Linked DNA regions of Rattus norvegicus: region 2 is linked to region 1. Evidence: chromatin contacts called from public Hi-C data. All regions are on one chromosome and are shown on one strand. Each heading gives the region's core, a stretch centred on a gene start, on an enhancer-like site or on the middle of the called end of the contact. The rest is flanking DNA. Distances are from core to core; before and after follow the strand shown. Region 1 has its middle 140 kb from the start of Khdrbs3. Region 2 holds the start of Khdrbs3 (KH RNA binding domain containing, signal transduction associated 3).

Evidence for each region. Hi-C and Micro-C count contacts between places; a contact is called where the count stands out from the background.
Region 2: a contact with region 1 is called in a Hi-C map of prefrontal cortex, with 2.8 times the contacts expected there. The contact joins the promoter of Khdrbs3 here to the enhancer-like site in region 1. A contact is called at or near these places in 2 of 12 Hi-C or Micro-C datasets (frontal cortex and prefrontal cortex).

What each region holds. Positions count from the first base shown.
Region 1 is chr7:102,588,357-102,592,702 of GRCr8, forward strand. It overlaps the pseudogene Tox4-ps1. Among named protein-coding and RNA genes, the nearest start is that of Khdrbs3, 140 kb to the right of the region's middle. Within about 2 kb of position 1,800, at least 17 of the 93 cell types and tissues checked have an H3K27ac peak or open chromatin away from gene starts, as enhancers often do. A contact at or near this core is called in prefrontal cortex, where this site is marked.
Region 2 is chr7:102,724,718-102,729,063 of GRCr8, forward strand. Khdrbs3 (KH RNA binding domain containing, signal transduction associated 3) reads left to right here and starts at 2,126. Exons shown (of 9, transcript NM_022249.2): 1 at 2,126-2,333. The coding sequence starts at 2,246.

The DNA.
Region 1 (4,346 bases), core at 550-3,049:
GGAGACACACATGCAAGGTCGTTTCCTAAAACATTATTTGTAGGAGTGAAAAATAATGATTTAAACAACCCAAATATCCACCCTCAGGAGGACTGGATAATGAATCAGAGTAAATCTATCCAGTGTGCTACAGTGTGCCATCTATAATAATAACACAGATCTGTGAGAATTAGCTTAGGAATCTGTTAGTGGACAGGGGCGAGTTACATAGTAGCAACCATTTCTCTGAAAAAAAAAAAGACAAGAAAGAAAAAGGGGAGGAAGAGCTACGTAGGGAAAAGTAAAGAGAGTACATCAATGAGGCCTTAACATCCGCTTTTGATCTCAGGGATCAACTTGTGGTAAGAAGGGGAACCCAGGGAAACAGATGTTACTCTTAGCTCCTAGACATGTCTGGGGGCCATTTCAACTCCTACTTTCAGTTTTTTTATTTAATTTTTCTTTTCCATTTTACATGTGTGGTTGGCATGCATGCTTTGTGTGGGACCATGCATGGCACTGTATGTGTTCATGTGTGAGTATGCATGAGCAGGCCCCAGGTTCAAGTCCACATCTGCACTGCTCTATCCCTTTCGTTCATCGAGGCTGAAGGTCTCTGTCAAACCCAGAGTTCTCTGATATGGACAGTCTCAATAGCTCGCTTGCTGTCTAACCTTCCAAGGCTAGGATGAAAGGTAAGCTACTATTCCAACCTGGCATTCATGTGGGTTCTGGGGATCTGAACTCTGGCCCTCATGTTGGGTTGTCCAGGGATTTAACTAATAAACCATTACCCCAGCCATCAACATCAATTTTCTCATCTAAAAGCAAACAGTTTTTCCTGATGGTGTGGACTGGGCCACTAAATGAGTTGTTACACATGAAGTCTCAGTCTAGAGTGGGGCTCATGCTGGGCAGGTGAAAATGGGATCTGCTTTGATGTCTGCGGGAGGATTTCCATCATTTAGGGCAGTCTAAGTGATTTCCCTAAGTTTAGTGGCTTTAAGAAACGACATTAATTATACCTCATGAATTCGATGGGTTGCAGATGCAAGCAGGATGTGGTTGATTTTCTGTTCTCTGAGGCATCCCAGGAGTCTTTTGGGGAACTTGCTCCTGAAGCATCCAGATTGCCGTGCTCAGATCTCCAGCATGGACACTGTAGAACTAATCTGAGCCTATACTCTGGGCTAGAGTTATAATGTATAGTCTTCCCAGGGTTGGAGGTGGGAGGTAGGCTCGGAGCCATTAGCCTCTCTGCATAAGGACTCGTTTTCCATGGAGTGAGTATCTCAAGAAGAACCAGAGGAAGAAGTCTGGTATTTAATGAATCCACATAAGCTACGTAACACCACATTGACCGCGTACTTGGCTGAGTTAATCATGACTGTTTACAGACTCTTTGAGCAAGGATGAGAGCATCAGGGTCTCCCTGTAGGCAAGCAAGGAGATATAAAATATCACCATGGCCACCTTTGAAAATTGCAATCTGCCAGAGATCCTACATCCATCCATCTTACTATTTTACTGTTATGTTTGTATCTATCTCAGTATGTGTCTCCATAGACAGAGACCTAGCCACTTCTTTATATAATTGAACACATGAGCACACAGAGAGCCAGAGACATGTACAAAAATACACATACATTATGTGACTGAATCATTGCTGCTAAGGAGGCAAACCTTCTTCATGTGAAGTCTGAAGTGTTTGTGCAAAAAAAGGGCTGGAAAGAGGACGGAGACGCTCGCTGCTGTATATATAGAGTAGGTTTTGCCCTTTACAATAAGATGATGCATTTCATTTTGCTTCCCCTGTTGCCATGGTATCTGTCACTTTATTTATAACTGTGTCTGCTGAGTCGTATCCATGTACTTGAGAGGCTCTTCTGTTCTAAGAAATAACATGCGAGTGTGGGGGTGGGGTGTGCAGCAGGCAGGGATCTGGGACTTTATCTCTTTCATTGCTTTTCCTGAGCCATCCCTCCAGCTCTTCAATGTCCTGCCAACAACGGAGTCTTTCTTGCATGCTGTACCCATCACCTGGACATGCGTGTCAGAATTAAAGTCTGGGTTGAGCTCCCTTTGACCTCAAGAATTGTGTCGCCCTGGGGAAGCTGTTCAGTCTGTTTGAGATCACTTTCCCTCTCTCTTACCTATATGAAATAAGAAGGCTAAAGAGGAGCTGACTAGTGTCCATTTCCAACCTTCTGTGCTCTGTGGTGCTTTCTGTGCCATCCCATGCCAGCTTCCACTGCTGTTCACTCCTTCTCGTAAATGTCACCTCCTCTGTGGAGGCTTTATTTATTCATGCACCTCTAGTAATCCTTTTGGTGCTGTGGTTATAGCTCACAGTCTTAGACCTAATCCCTTTGTTATCTTTCCCATGCTGGCTCCCCATTTGAAACCTTACTCTTAACACCCCCACAACCTCCTGCATGCTACTTACTGCCTCGCTGGTCAGAGAGAGCCCCACATATTGAGGATTAGCCTTTGCCATGTGTAACCTTAATCAAAGGAGGAATACTGGGAGCAAGTGAATTGTGTTTGTCCATGATATGCAAAGAGTTCTGGGACTCTTGGGATTTGTCCTGAAGCTGCTCTTTAAGCATTTTTTAACTTGTCTCTGTCCCTTTGTTCTACTTCCCTATATGTGGGGTTTGCTCTCAAGAAACCTCCTAAGACATCACTCTACACTTGCCCTGTCCAGGTCTGGTCCTAGGGAAGCCACCCTGAATCACCTTCAAAATAAGGTGATCCGATGAGCCGTCACCCCAACCCGAAACTCTCATTTCCTCCACTGAAAGCAAACTGGCTGTTCTTACCGAACAGTGCAGTCGGGAGGATTAAATGAAGAATTACACACCTTTTTCTCTGACCACCACCTACTTAGAGAAGGATCTTCTCCCAGTTAATCCTCCCTAGAGATGCCCTCTGAGACTGTCCTAGAGGCATGCTCCTTAGTTGATTTCAGATTCCATCAAGTTAATGATAAAGTGCCACCAATAGGACCCGCAAACATGAGCTGGATAAGGTTGACAATAAAGAGTATACCAAACTGGATGGGGATAAACTCATAAGGCTCCAAAGGAACTGTAGGCAACTGAGGAAAGCTGGGAGTCAGAAAGAGGGTCCTTCCCAGGGAAGAGCACACTTTGGTTGTCTAGTGCTAGTCCTAGCCCTAAAAACATACATACAAACATTATAGGGACTCAACAGGTTATAATTGGGAATATATATACATATATATATATATGCGTGTGTGTAATATATATTCAAATACATATATGCATGCAATAACAGTTCATGAAAAACAAAGCGATGAATGTGAAGGAAAAGTGAAAAGGGATAATGGAACGGTTTGGAGGGCAAAGAGGAAAGGGGAAATGCTGTAATTAATTTATAATCTCAAAAATAAATACACAAAGGAAAATTACCCATCACATTGATATTGAGGAAATAAAGCCTAAAAACAAATGCAATGCAGGTCTGTCTGATAGCTTCTCTGACTGTAGATATCAAAGCTGCGAATCCATTAACAATACAGGATCCTATATGCAAGCACTGCCACCTTGCACAGACAACAGACCTCACCAGGGACTATGCACTGATAAGGAAAAGCTTGTCAGAGACTTGCTCTCTGGACTTGGGATCCCCTTTCTGAAGGGTGCTAGAGGAGAGGCAAGAGGAGATTGGATGGGCACTTGAGAGAAGGCTGAGCTATATACACAGCCATTCTTTCTCTTTCTCACCATTGGATGGATACAGTAAGGGCTGGTTTTGTGCTTCTCTGAGTCAGGATCCTGTGTGAGACCCAGTACAATGCTAGCACGTAAAATGTCTAGGTCTTACTGCCTAATTCTAACTATAATTAACATTATTTTTGCCTTCAGGCCAAGAACAGTGACTTTGAAAAAGACTCAGAAAATGTGCTGGGTTCTGGGGAGTTAGTTTAAGTATCTTGAACATTTCTTCTTTCTCTGAACATCTCTTCTTTGTTTCCTCACCAGATCTTCCAGACCCAAAAGACCCAGGGCTCTGGCTTTGAATGCAGCAAGGGCAGGCTAGTGGTGGGAGGGCACACAGAGAAGAATTAGGAGACTAAACTTTCTTTTTTTTTTTTTTTTGGTTCTTTTTTTCAGAGCCGGGGACCGAACCCAGGGCCTTGTGCTTCCTAGGCAAGCGCTCTACCACTGAGCTAAATCCCCAACCCGAGACTAAACTTTCTTGAGGCTATGGGAAGAGGCCAAGAGCAGAGTACATGACTCAAAAGTCATCTTGGATGCTTGACGTTGCTGGGAGCCCCAGAGGGAGAGGGCCCCTTCTTAAATAAGCACCTTTCACATATGGTCACCAGGGATCCTAGGAGC
Region 2 (4,346 bases), core at 876-3,375, 140 kb after region 1:
AGTAAATGGTGATAAACGGAATCTCTCCTGCAGGTATCAAGAGGACGATGGATAAAGCTGCCGGAGCAGCTTGGCACTTAGTAAATGCTTATAATAAAGATAATTAGTAAGTGCTTAATAAAGATAATTAGTAACTGCTTAATAAAGATATTCATCAGTGAAAGTTTAGACTACTACCGAGGCAGAAAATGGAAGACACAGTGCAAGGAGGCTGTTTTACCAGGTCCTCTGTCTACCTCTCCTCCTCAGGAGTGGTTGTCAGAGAACCACTGGAATTCAAGTCTAGGGAGACTAGAGCAAAAGGCACATGCTTCCATTTAGACATCAAGAACTTCCCCAACTTCCCCAACTGCCTTGAAGGATGGCTGACATTACCTAGGTGTTGGGGGTCCAGACGTGAGGCTCAGATTTGGGGCACAATGCACAAACAAACCAGCATGGGGCTCAGGGTCAGAAGCAGGATCTATCTACCCTTATGAGCTTACTCTGCTGGGGTTGTGCACCGAGTCCAGCATCGAGGACCACACAGATGGTGTTGCCTGCTGCCTTTTGAAGCTTCTGCTTCAGAGAGCCGCCATTCGAGGGAGACTGCCACAGAACAGTCTGGCTTTCATTTTGTGCCGGGATGCTGGTGAAATAGTACATTCTCATGACCTTACTAAGAAATGATTTTTTCTTATCTCCATGTGATAGGTGAAGAAACTGAGGCACAGATGACCTAAGTTTGCTAAAGGGTCACAACTAGTTAACCATTGTGTTTTACTGCCTCTTGCCCTTTCCATCCGAAAGAGAGACATGGGGGAGGTTGTTGCAGGAGGCTCTGGAGTCGCACCACCTTACCTGCAACCAAGTATATGCAAGGCTGGAACAAGGGATCAGATGCTTGGAGGATTCCTTCAGGAAACTTTTCTGGTGCGAAATCACCCCACAATCGTCCCAGACACCAGGTGTTGCAGACTTCTCCCTCAGACAAATTTGCAATTCTCCATGATAGCCCTAGGCTACCAAAAGCAGAATTGTGGTTCTGTGAATGGCTTTAGAGTTCAGGGAGAGGGAAAATGAAACAAGGCTTTTCTGGGAAAGTCTTTAGTACTGTCAAGGGACCCAGGTTATCAAGGTTGGGATGATGATATCCTCTGAGAGGAGGAGACTCAGAAGTCCTTGGCCTAGTGTGGGACACTTATTTCACAGACCTCAAAAGATCTACGAGGAGACTAGGAGAGCATTTGCTGGGGTTTGGTTGGGTGACTCGAGGGCGACAGAAGACATCACCACTTATGTGTGGTGTGGTAGGTTCCCTACTGGAGAGAGTTTAGAGGGGCTCATTCATCCATGTCCAGACACCGCCATGTAAGGAGAAGGGCAACCGGGAGCAAGTCTTGGAAGACAAAGACAGTCTGAAGGGCAGGCGCTTTTATGTAACCGACCTCTGCGCCAAGGGTCTCAGGAGGCTGGCGTTTCAAGTCCGGTCCGGCGCTATTTTCGTACAAATAGCAGCGGACAGCAAAGCGACCTAAGTTAGGCAAGTCCGCGGAGCTTTGGCGAACCAGGAGCCTGGTCTCCCTGCCGGTTCCCAGAGCCCAGCCTGATGAACTTGGGTTCCAAAGGCTCTGCCCTTGTCCCTCCTCCCTAGGACGGGTGACCTTGGACGCGCCACTTGACCTGTGAGCCTCAGTTTCCCAGACTGCACGTACAAGGCAGTGCTGGACGGCTTAGAGGTGCTCATCGGGGAGCCCGGGATGGAGACCCCAGGTCCGGGGACTAGAAGCGCCCCTACAATATCCCCGCCGCGGGTCCGCGCAGTCCCAGTGCCCCCACGAGGCGGCGCGCGCCAGGCGGTCGGCACAGCGCGCAGGCGCGGCGGGCGGGGCGGGGAGGGCGCGGGGCACTGCGCGGAGGCTCAGAGCGCGCGAGGCGGCGCGCGGGGCGGGTCGCAGCAGAGCCAGGCACGGTCGCCGCCAGCGGGCTAGTCCGGCCAGCGCTCCTCGGCTTCCCCGCCCGCTCCTTTAGCTCATCCCGCCGCCGTGCAGCCCGCGGCCCGCAGCGCGGTGATCTGGGGCTCCACGGGGCCGGGCTGAGCGGCCGCCGCCCGCCCCGAGCCGCCACCGCCGCCCGGCCGCCCGCCCGGCTTGGCCGCCGAGGCGCCTGGCGGGGTCCGCGCCGCCGCGGGCGGGCGGCTCGGGCTGCGGGGCGGCTGGCGCGCGCGCGCCTCGGGGCGGAGAAGCGGGCCCGGCGGCCGGCGAGCATGGAGGAGAAGTACCTGCCGGAGCTGATGGCGGAGAAGGACTCTCTGGACCCCTCCTTCACGCACGCCCTGCGCTTGGTGAACCGAGGTGAGCGCGCCGGCCGTTAACGGCACCCGAGTAGCCGGCTCCGGGGAGGAGGGAGGAGGCCCGACATCTGCATGGGACTGGAGGCGCTTCCGTGGGGACCCTGGTGGACCCAGGGGAAACTTCTGGGTGGAGGGCAGCGAGAGTGTAGGAGTCTGTGTCTAGACCGATCTTGGGTGAGCCCACCAGGGAGAGAGAGTGGGGCACCCTGGGACCAGGGGTGTTCGGGTGTCCAAGGAGCTAGAAGAAAGTGCTGCAGGGATACCGATGAGCTTGAGCGGATCGGCTGCGCAGGAGATGAAGGGAACAGGTGCTTGGGTTGTTAGTGAAGTTTGGGGACCTTGGAAGAGGTTTAGGGTCAGCTCCTTCAAGCACGATAAAGGGGAGGACTCCAGCGGCCCCGAGGGAGGAGCCCAGTCCCTCTCCCACGGTTTTTCTGTGTGTGCCTAGGCGGCCGCTGGCTGGGCAGTTTGCCGTTCCTGGGGGCGGGCACTCATGCCAGCCTGGCTGGCAGGCAGGCGGCCCTTGGAGGTCTCAGTTTGGGAGAGGAGGCCCGCCAGAGAGCCAGTTCTTGCTCGCCCTTTCTCTTTTTGAGACAAGCTGGGCGGGTGACCCTCATTGGTGTCAGGCTTAGGGTTGAACACATTGCCAAAGGAACCACCGCCTGTGCCATTTTTCACACTCCTCCAACCAGCGCGGGTGGAAAAGGAACCGGGAAGTGCCAAGGACAGGGACATTGGGGTTTATGGAGGCACGCCTACCCAAGGCAGTATTCTTCTGGTTTACTTCTCCTCTGGCTTCCTGAATCATCTGTTGGGATGGAAGGTAAATGAAGCTTGCCTTCCCCCAATCTATCTGCTACACCCGGGTCCAGCATGTTTCCCAGAAAGATGGTTAGGGAACCTCTGGTCTTTTTTTTTTTTTTTTTTTCTTTCTTCTTACTTCTTTTTTAGGGATATGGCAGAGACATCATCTGGTCAGATCTGTATCCTTTTTATGAATCACTTTGTGTAGTGGATCCTATGGTATGCTGTTCACAGTGCTGGTCCTGACTCTTATTGTTGGGAGAGAAAGATGAGGCAGACATATTCTATTTGTGTGTAGACACCTATGTTTTAGAACCACGACCCCTGCTCCTTGCCTGTTGTATACAGTTGTCAGGAGCAGGCTGTTGTCCTTTGTGCGGGTGGTGGAGAGACTTACCTTCTCCAAGAATTTAAGCTTCTTTCAATTGTTGAACAGAGATATGTTCGCCAGCCTCTCCCGTTAATGGCATGCTTATTTTGATTTCTTTCATGTAACGGGGCTTGTGAAAAAGTAATGGGCGTTCACTCTTAAATTGGCGAAAAAGAATTTTAAGTTTTACTGCCTGGTTCCTCTGAACAGTCTTGTAGTTAGGTCCCTGCAGTTAGGTTACAATTGTACTCCCCACTCCCTGTGATTTACGTGTATCATTTGCTGCTTGCCCGGGCTGTCGTCTCTGTAAGAAAATTCTTTGTACGTTGTGTGAGATCAGTGGCTTAGAAATGGTGTGGACTGTGAAACCAAGTACAGTTTTCCTGGTGAAGAGACTAAATCAAACTTGGGTTCTCCTCCACCAGGGAAACTGGTTTGAAAAGATAATGAGTTCTTTTAAAAGTCCGGCTTGTTTTCCCGTACTGTGTTGTCGTAGCCGAGTGCTGTTAAGATGTCCACAATTCTGTCGGTTCCTGTGTGTCTGCTGGGGGTAATGGTGGCCTGGGAGGTGTTTTCCGGACTTGTTTGGCTTTAACTTGGTTGCCTTGCTTTTCATCAGGACGGTAATTCTTGTGAGAAGTGCATTTCTTACTGGTGAAGGAAACGCTGCTGCTAGGATGCTCCCGTTACTGCGGGTTCTTACATGACTTGAGATGGAGCCTGGTATCCAGGACACAGTGCTCTGTCATTTAAAATATTAATTATGGTCTGTTACGTAACTCCTAACATTACAAGTGCCTTTAAAAAAAAAAAAAACAACCATCAGGTCTAAAGTCAGCA